Regions from separate parts of the Gossypium hirsutum genome. Here all the other regions are linked to region 2. The links are chromatin contacts, called in public Hi-C maps. All regions are on one chromosome and are shown on one strand. Each heading gives the region's core, a stretch centred on a gene start, on an enhancer-like site or on the middle of the called end of the contact. The rest is flanking DNA. Distances are from core to core; before and after follow the strand shown.

Region 1 (2,756 bases), core at 31-2,530, 120 kb after region 2:
TATCGGGACTACAACGCCACTTGGCAGCTACAAGAATACAAACAAAGTCTGGCAGGACATAGAGAAGCAAAAATAAGAATTAGAAACAATTAGATAGTTGAAACAGAAATATTGTGCAGAATGCAGAAATCCAACTGAAATTGTTACAAAGTTCCTTCCAATTTGTGCAGAAAAAATGCATAATTGAAAACCAAGAAAGAACCACCTCCCTCCCTCTCTCTCTCTCTCTCTCTCTCTCTCTCTCTCTAGAACCAAATGACAAATAGAGCATTGAAGTCTTACACATGAATACATATCAAATAATCCTAATCATGAAAAAAAATCCAACTTGATAACCATTGCAGTTTCGATATCTATGATGGACTATGAGCACTTCTTACTCTTGTACCATACATTGTGCGACATGAATTTCAAAGAATGAACTAATCAGTACAATAAAGCCTTCTCAGCCAGAATTGGACTTTAAAGCCAATTTTAAGGAACATGAACGCTTATAAGAAACAACATTTACATCATTAAAGGTTTTTGCTGCATTAGCATTCTTTATCTAAATGAGATTAGCAGCTTCTACTACAAGCAAGTCATTTCCCAAATCTTCAATCATTTTGAAGCATTTCTGTCAAATTTAAAGTTGCACGTACTAAACGCAAATATAATAACACAAGATTACTCTAAGATCAACTTCTCCAACCCTAAACTCTTAACTTGAAAATAAACTACTACCTCTGAAAGTTGAGCTGGAAGAATAAAACAATCACATTGATAAAGTGACACAAACTTTGCGACATAAATCGGACGGAATCAAGAGCTTAAAACGAAAATAGCATTCTTAGAATTCGCCTCTCAGCATGAGCTATTTATATTCCGAGCATGCTAAAAAAAGAAATTGACCTAAAAACGAAGTAAAGAATCGAGCAGGAAAACAAATGCTAACCAATCTGGAACTTAAAACACAAACAGAACCAAACTTTGGAGAAGAAAATGGAATGAAAAAACAAAAAATTAAAAATAAAGAGAAATTGAAGAAACCTTGAGATTGAGCCGATCTGCCGGCAGTGAGCTGCGAAGAGAAAACAAGCAAAAAAATAAAATAAAAATAACGAATAAAAAAAGATTCGATGCTACTTATCTTTTCTTCTTGGATTTCTTTTAAATTTTTTTTTTCTAATATTATTTTGGTTAAATTCTGAAAATGAAGATGTGATTGTGAAGAGAGAGCCTTTAGTCGTTGAAGAGAGTGAGGAAGAGAGCCATAGATTAGATGTTTGGAATTAAAGGGGGGCCGAGTTGAGATGGTGCTGCTTTCTCACGTGCGACTGCGACCTTCCGTACGTGCCAACCGACGCTTCTTGCTTTCTAGAAAAGAGTAAAGTCTAAAGTCTAATACTCCTAACTCTAGACTCTAAGCGAGTTACAGTAAACTTTGTCCACGCCCGGATCTTATTAAGATATTTCAATTTTGTGTTAATTGTTTTAAATTAAAATTAAAAAAATCTATTTTTTATCAAATAATGTAAATATTTTAATTATTTGTGATTTTATATAAAACTATACGCGTTTTCAACCCTTTTAAAAAAAATAAAAAAAATATGCAGGAAGTGGATGGAAATTTAACTAGATTGATATTGATATTCAATATAGAAGGATATTGATTCAAGCACGCTCAAATAGATTATCCTCCCTCTTTAAGGATTGGGGAAGAATATATATTATAAGAATTTATAATGAAATTAATGTTTAAAATAAATATGCCGAGATGATTTTAGTAACTAATTTTTTTTTCTCTTCACACTCTTAACTTATTACACTCCTTCGAAGTAAATTTTTTAATGAATAAAATATTGAATCGATTAATTAATTTTTTTGGTGAATAATTGATTAATTCATTTTAATAAACTAAATATTTAAATTTAAAATTATATATCACTAGAATATATCACATTTACTGTACCGCCATAGCCGCTCCCCACCTAAGAGTCATCTTGCATCCATCACAGCATTGACCTTCGAATAAGAAGAAAGGTTAAAGGTACCGACTACTTGGAAACGGAGAAAAAGTTACGCCGATTATAGCGGAAACCCCAGATTTTTTTCATATGATTATGCCCTCAAACTTTTGTGTGGCATTTTTAGGGCAACATTTTTGGGTACCCCAAAAGTTTGAGCTCGTGGCCACGTAATAACCATCAACAAGCTCTCTCGTTACACTCTAAGCCATGACCGCATAACGACCATCGACTGAAACCCCCACGTCGACTTCACCATTGATCGTAGAAATCAAATCACCCCATAACTAACTTTCCTAGGATAAGCTTCGAAAGCAATTATCCCATCTTGGCATGATATATGAAATGTGTGCGGCTCAGAACGATATCGCATCACCGACGACTCAAGAATACTTCAAATGTAAACCAAATATTTTTAGCGACTGAAATTTTTTAAGACTAGGAAATGGTTTATAGTGGAGGAATGGAGAGGATTGGAGAGAAATTATATGACTAGGGGATGATGAAGCTTGGTGTGTGTGAGCTCTTTTATAGTCACAGGGAAGGGTCTGTTTGTAAATAAAAATCTTGAAAACGCGCTGCAAGAGTGATGCACATAATCTAAATGTGTTTAAAGCGTCTGAATTATTTGAAGCGTCAGGCTTTTCACATCGGAAAATAGGAAATTTGCTAGAGAAAGCTCACCCAGTTGGGAGAGCTTTCCTGCTGACATGATAGGGAAGTGCACCTAGCTGGACACGCTTTCTAAAA
Region 2 (2,700 bases), core at 142-2,641:
AAAATATAAAAAAATATTTATTATAACTTATTGTTAATATTTTAATATATAATATTAATGTTAAATATTTCTAAGTAATTAATATTATTATTTATTAAATTTAATTAGAATATATAAACTATATTTAAATATAATAATTTTGTAATTAGATATTTACACAATTGTATTATTTTAAAAATTATTTTATATTTTTAATTAATGCTTTTAACACATTTGTATTATTTTATTTTAAAATGTATTTGAATATATAACTCATATTAGATATTAACATAACATAGAAAACATAAACCTAACAAATTAAAATATTACATATATTTAGATTAAAGTTTTAAAAAAGGATAATATTTATATACCAAATATAAATACTAAAAATTTTGGGAGAAGATAAAGATTAAAAATGTAAATAGAAGCCAAAAGCACTTTTGGATAAAGAAAAAGTTAAAATTTTCAACTTCTCCATTACTTTTTTTTAAATTGAAATTTTTTCTAAAATAACGTTTGTTTTTTAATGCTTTTAAGGGAGAAACAATTTTTATTCCAAAAATCTATGTAAGAAGCATTAAAGAACGGGCCTGAGTCTCGTTTTGACTCACGACGAAAGTTGTTTTTGAATTGGATAATTTTTTTTATTGTTAAATTTTCTCATGTAATATTGGATTTATCTTTGTTTAACCAAATTATTTTAGAGGCGGATTTTGATGTTTCAGATTATTCGTTTACGTGTAGGTCAATTAAATAAGATCATCGATATGCTCAGTTGTTTGGGCTCAAATTCTAAAAATGAGGTCTAATTTGGAGTGGGTTACTTCCATGAGCTTCATCATCTTATGCTTGCGAATACTATTTGACTTGCTGAATGGAATTATCATTTGTAGCCTTCATTTCAAAAAGGAAAATAATCATGACATAATTATGGTCTTCTAATTTAACAAACTCAATATCTGAGTCGTGACTCACATTTCATCTATTGAAGTCGGTTCTAGTAATGATTTTCTTAGAACTCAAGAATCTAATGATGGTTTTAAAAAAAAATATTAATTCATTAATGACAAGTGACAAATAAGAATGCATCAAAGAAATTTTTATAAAAAAAAAAAAAAAACCTATAACTTAGAGCTCTGACTGAAGAGATTAATTTTATAATTGATGTAACGGATTGGGACCTTATTTTGTACTCGACTCTTTCCTTCTATTAGAAGAATCATGGTGAATACATTTCATACTTGTAGTTGGGTTTTGCAACAAAAGGGGCGTTGATTTAAGATTGATGATACAATTTTTAGCTAACTATTAAATCTAAACAAAAATCCAGTAAAGGTGGAGTTGGAGGTTATCCCGTTCCATTGGATAAAAGTGGCCCGAAGCTGGTGTTGGAGATTGGGCCTATGGCTGATTTATATTGCAATGGCAAGGAACCTTGCTCTTATTACCGGGAAACAGAAGCCATTGGCTGAATCTGGGGATGGCTTTTATAACTAATTTGTTTTCAAGCAAGTATAGACAGAAGGAAGGTATTGAGCAGCAGGATCACAAAGGGTTGCTTTATTGCTTTAAGGTCTATTTCCACGTCAGTTTCGTTGAGATTAGAATAATAAGATTCGATAATGTGGTACTGAAATTAAAATTAATAGTGTAATATATATGTTAATTTTAAATATAACAATTACAGTAAGGATGAAAACGAAAAATGACTATAAAGCATAATTTTTAATATATGTAATTGATTATATATGTTATTATTATATTTATTTACATAGATTAAATAAAAATATTGCATATTATTTGAAATAAATTAACTAACAATAAATATTATGAAGATATTATAAGTAAAAAGTGTTCAAATAAACTAGTTATTATAATTAGAAAAGAGAAAATGTATGATCATCAACTCAAGGAAGATAATAGGCATGATTTCTTTTTCTTGTAGTGAATGAAAAGCTAAAAAGTTGGTCAAAATATGCTTCTATACTTGAATTTTAACAAAACTTTGGATTTCATTGGTAAAAGCGTCATGGAGGCCCTTGTACTAAGAGTTAGATTGTATTTGCTCCCTCTAATAAAAATTAGTAAATTAATCCCTATACATTAGAACAAATAGCAAATTAGTCCTTCTATTTAATTTTCATCCATTTCTACTGTTAAAAACTAGTTCCTGTACATCAACATGAGGTACACATGGCATGCCATTTGTAATTGTCTAGTTATTCCGTCAGCCATGCCTATTTTTAACAATAGAAATGGAGGAAAATTTTGAAAACCGAGCCAATTTGTGATATTTATAGTAATAAACCAATTACTGAATTTGCACCTATGTTTTCAGCTAAATGGATCCTTATCATTTCAAGCTTTCAACTAAACAACCTTCTTCACTATTCTTGTACCACAAACAGCTTCAAGTGTGGCCTCGAATGGTTTGAATCAAACACAAAACCAAAAATAGTTTTATTAACTTTTAGTGTGAAAACAAAAATTCTCTTATCAAATAGAAACCGATAGAATTGTTATTCCAGAAAATAGATTTAATACTTTGATAAGAAAACTCTCTCAATTTTCGGGTAGAGTAACAATATCTTTTAGTTGTATTTTTAGCTCTACCAATGTCATCTATTTATAGGGAGAAGAAGTAGAACCCTTGTTGAATTGTAGAAATAATTCAACTAGAAAAACAAACTCCTAGTCTAACCAGGAGTATAAAGGGCG
Region 3 (2,700 bases), core at 183-2,682, 68 kb after region 2:
TTATTAAATAGTTTAATTTATAGTAATACCACTGAGTATAAAATACTCAGCGTACGGTTGTTTCCGTGCGCAGGTTAAAAAGGGGTTAGTGTCTCGGTTCAGCATCCAGGACAATCCCGACTCCGACATAAAGATTTTGGTGATGTTTTCTTCCTTTAAGAGAAAGTGGCATGTACATAGGATTTATAATAGTTATTTTGGCATGTTATATAGTTTTGTTGTAAAGTAAGATATTATGTGTTTTGATGATTATATTAGAAAAATGGTATAAGTTTTTTTTTTAGCTTTGGTATCAAGTTGAAATGGCTTAGTTAGTTTTATGTGTTAATTAGAAATGATAATAGGATTTTATTTACTTAAGTTGTTATGTCTATATGTCAAGTAGGATTAAGTATATAAATGCCTTGGTTGAAATACTGAAATTGGGTTAGTTATGTTTGAAATTTTGCAGGGGGTTTAATGTAAAAATAAGTCGAAATGCTGCCGAAATTTAAAAAAAAAATGAATGAAATCAATTAGTACAAATTTATAACAATTTATGAAGTATTTTAATATGTTGGTTGTTTATTTAGAATTATTTGTAAATTGTTTGATATGTCCGGTAATGCCTCGTAACCCTGTTCCGACGACGGTTTGGGGTTAGGGGTGTTACAAGTTGAGTCATGGATCTGTTACCAACAATCCTACCACATCCCAATTATAATGAAAGAATACAGGATAGCTATTCGGTTCAAGTGCTTTAAGAGGTCTCAAATCAAACATTATTTTTATAACTTCCTTTTCTGTGAATGGAGAATTTAATAAATATTTTAGATTCTCTAGTATCCGAGGAACCTCCAAACCAATTAAGAAATTATCAATTGCTTGTGAACTATTTTTGGGGGGTTATAAATATTCAATATCATATTGGCATTCAAATAATTTACCATTTTCACCTTTTTCTGTAAGTATAATGAAAGAATGCAGGATAGCTATTCGATTCAAGTGCTTTAAAGGCCTCAAATCAAACTAATTAAGAAATTATGAATTGCTTGTGAATTTTTTTGATTTGGTTGATTATAAATACTTATTTTTTTGGGTTATAAATGCTTTTAAAATAGTCTTTAAAAAATTTTTCAATATCATATGGGCATTCAAATAATTTACCATTTTCACCTTTTTTGTAAGTATTGTGTTCGTGACAGTGGCGGAACTAAAAAATTATTTGGGGTGGAACTAAATTGTATATTTTTATGATAGTAAACATGCAATTTCACTATTTTAATAGTCTATATATTTATAATTTTTAAAGGATTAAATTAAATTTTTATTATTTTTAGAAAGACCAAATTATAATTTTACCATTACTAATTTAAAATTTTATAAATTATAAAAAATTTAAATGATAAAATTTTCATTTTAGAGGGACATACCTGCAAACCCACCTGGCTCCGCCACTTGTTCGTGAGTCTTCTTTTATTTGCTAAGAAAATACGTGGTATTTTCGAAGAGAAGTTTAGACTTTAGTTTTGGGCCTAGTGATATTGGGTTGGGTTTAAATAAGCAAAGCAAATATTACAAGATAAGGAAAAGGAAAACCGTAATAGTATTTGAAGTTTGGGAAATAGGGCGAACGGAGCAATGCCTTTGGAATTTGGAATTGGGGAATTTGCATGCAATTAGGTATCTTGAGAACCTCTGCTAGTGTGAGTTGTTCAAATCCGCCGCCGTTGGTGTAGTCAGTATTCGGCCTTTCGGCTCAGCTCCAGGGAATTGTGAGTTTATTTAAGTAGCTGCTAAATTGATTCTCAATCAAAGAATCAGATGGCGATAGCAGGGGCAGGGCAGCTTAATCTGAACGAGTCGCCCTGCTGGGGATCAAGAAGCGTCGATTGTTTCGAAAAGCTCGAGCAGATTGGAGAGGGTACCTACGGGTCCGTTCTTCTGCTTTTCCTTCCTCTTATTTACTTATTTTCAATTTAGGGTTTATGTTTGTTTCTCTATTTTTCTTAAATAGGGCGTTCTAATTTCTCTTTGCTTAATAACCATTCACTGCCAGTTTAATTCAATTGCTAGTACTATATGTTTTTGCAGCCAAGTTTACATGGCCAGGGAAATAAAGACCGGTGAAATTGTTGCTTTGAAGAAAATACGCATGGACAACGAGAGAGAAGGAGTATGTTCTCGCCTTATACATTTATGTTTCATATAAATCAAAGAAATTATAGCTAAAAATTGCTCTTTCTCAACAAACTTGTACAGTTTCCCATAACAGCTATTCGTGAAATTAAAATTCTGAAGAAGCTCCACCATGAGAATGTAATTAAGCTCAAAGAGATTGTTACTTCTCCGGGTAATTATACGTGCTCGTCATTTTGCGATTGCCCCTTTTGCTTTTAATGCATTTATTGATTTGACTCCTACTTAAAATTACTCCTTTAACCTTTCCTTCATATTTTCTGGTTTTATATTATTTTTAATTGTAGGTCCGGAGAAGGATGAGCAGGGGAGACCAGGCAAGTGTTGTTCCATTCCTGATTAAAGTGTTATCGTCTCACACTTAATATTTGCTATGGTTTAACTCTTTCCCTTTTTTGCATTATAGATGGTAACAAGTATAAAGGTGGAATTTATATGGTTTTCGAATACATGGACCATGATTTGACTGGCCTTGCTGATCGACCTGGGATGAGATTTTCAGTTCCCCAAATTAAGGTAACC

What was found. Hi-C and Micro-C count contacts between places; a contact is called where the count stands out from the background.
Region 1: a Hi-C map of hypocotyl shows a contact between it and region 2, with 2.8 times the contacts expected there. The contact joins the promoter of LOC107900713 here to the enhancer-like site in region 2. A contact is called at or near these places in 6 of 34 Hi-C or Micro-C datasets (hypocotyl, leaf, petal and 1 more).
Region 3: a contact with region 2 is called in a Hi-C map of leaf, with 2.2 times the contacts expected there. The contact joins the promoter of LOC107900711 here to the enhancer-like site in region 2. A contact is called at or near these places in 6 of 34 Hi-C or Micro-C datasets (callus, hypocotyl, leaf and 1 more).

Annotation. Positions count from the first base shown.
Region 1 is chrD08:54,181,565-54,184,320 of Gossypium_hirsutum_v2.1, reverse strand. It overlaps LOC107900713 (LRR receptor-like serine/threonine-protein kinase FEI 1), which reads right to left and starts at 1,280. Exons shown (of 14, transcript XM_016826412.2): 1 at 1,030-1,280; 2 at 1-48.
Region 2 is chrD08:54,306,227-54,308,926 of Gossypium_hirsutum_v2.1, reverse strand. No RefSeq gene overlaps it. Among protein-coding and RNA genes, the nearest start is that of LOC107899882, 12 kb to the left of the region's middle. Within about 2 kb of position 1,391, at least 2 of the 9 cell types and tissues checked have an H3K27ac peak or open chromatin away from gene starts, as enhancers often do. A contact at or near this core is called in hypocotyl and leaf, where this site is marked.
Region 3 is chrD08:54,238,109-54,240,808 of Gossypium_hirsutum_v2.1, reverse strand. It overlaps LOC107900711 (cyclin-dependent kinase C-2), which reads left to right and starts at 1,432. Exons shown (of 12, transcript XM_016826411.2): 1 at 1,432-1,913; 2 at 2,074-2,155; 3 at 2,242-2,332; 4 at 2,466-2,495; 5 at 2,585-2,694. The coding sequence starts at 1,804.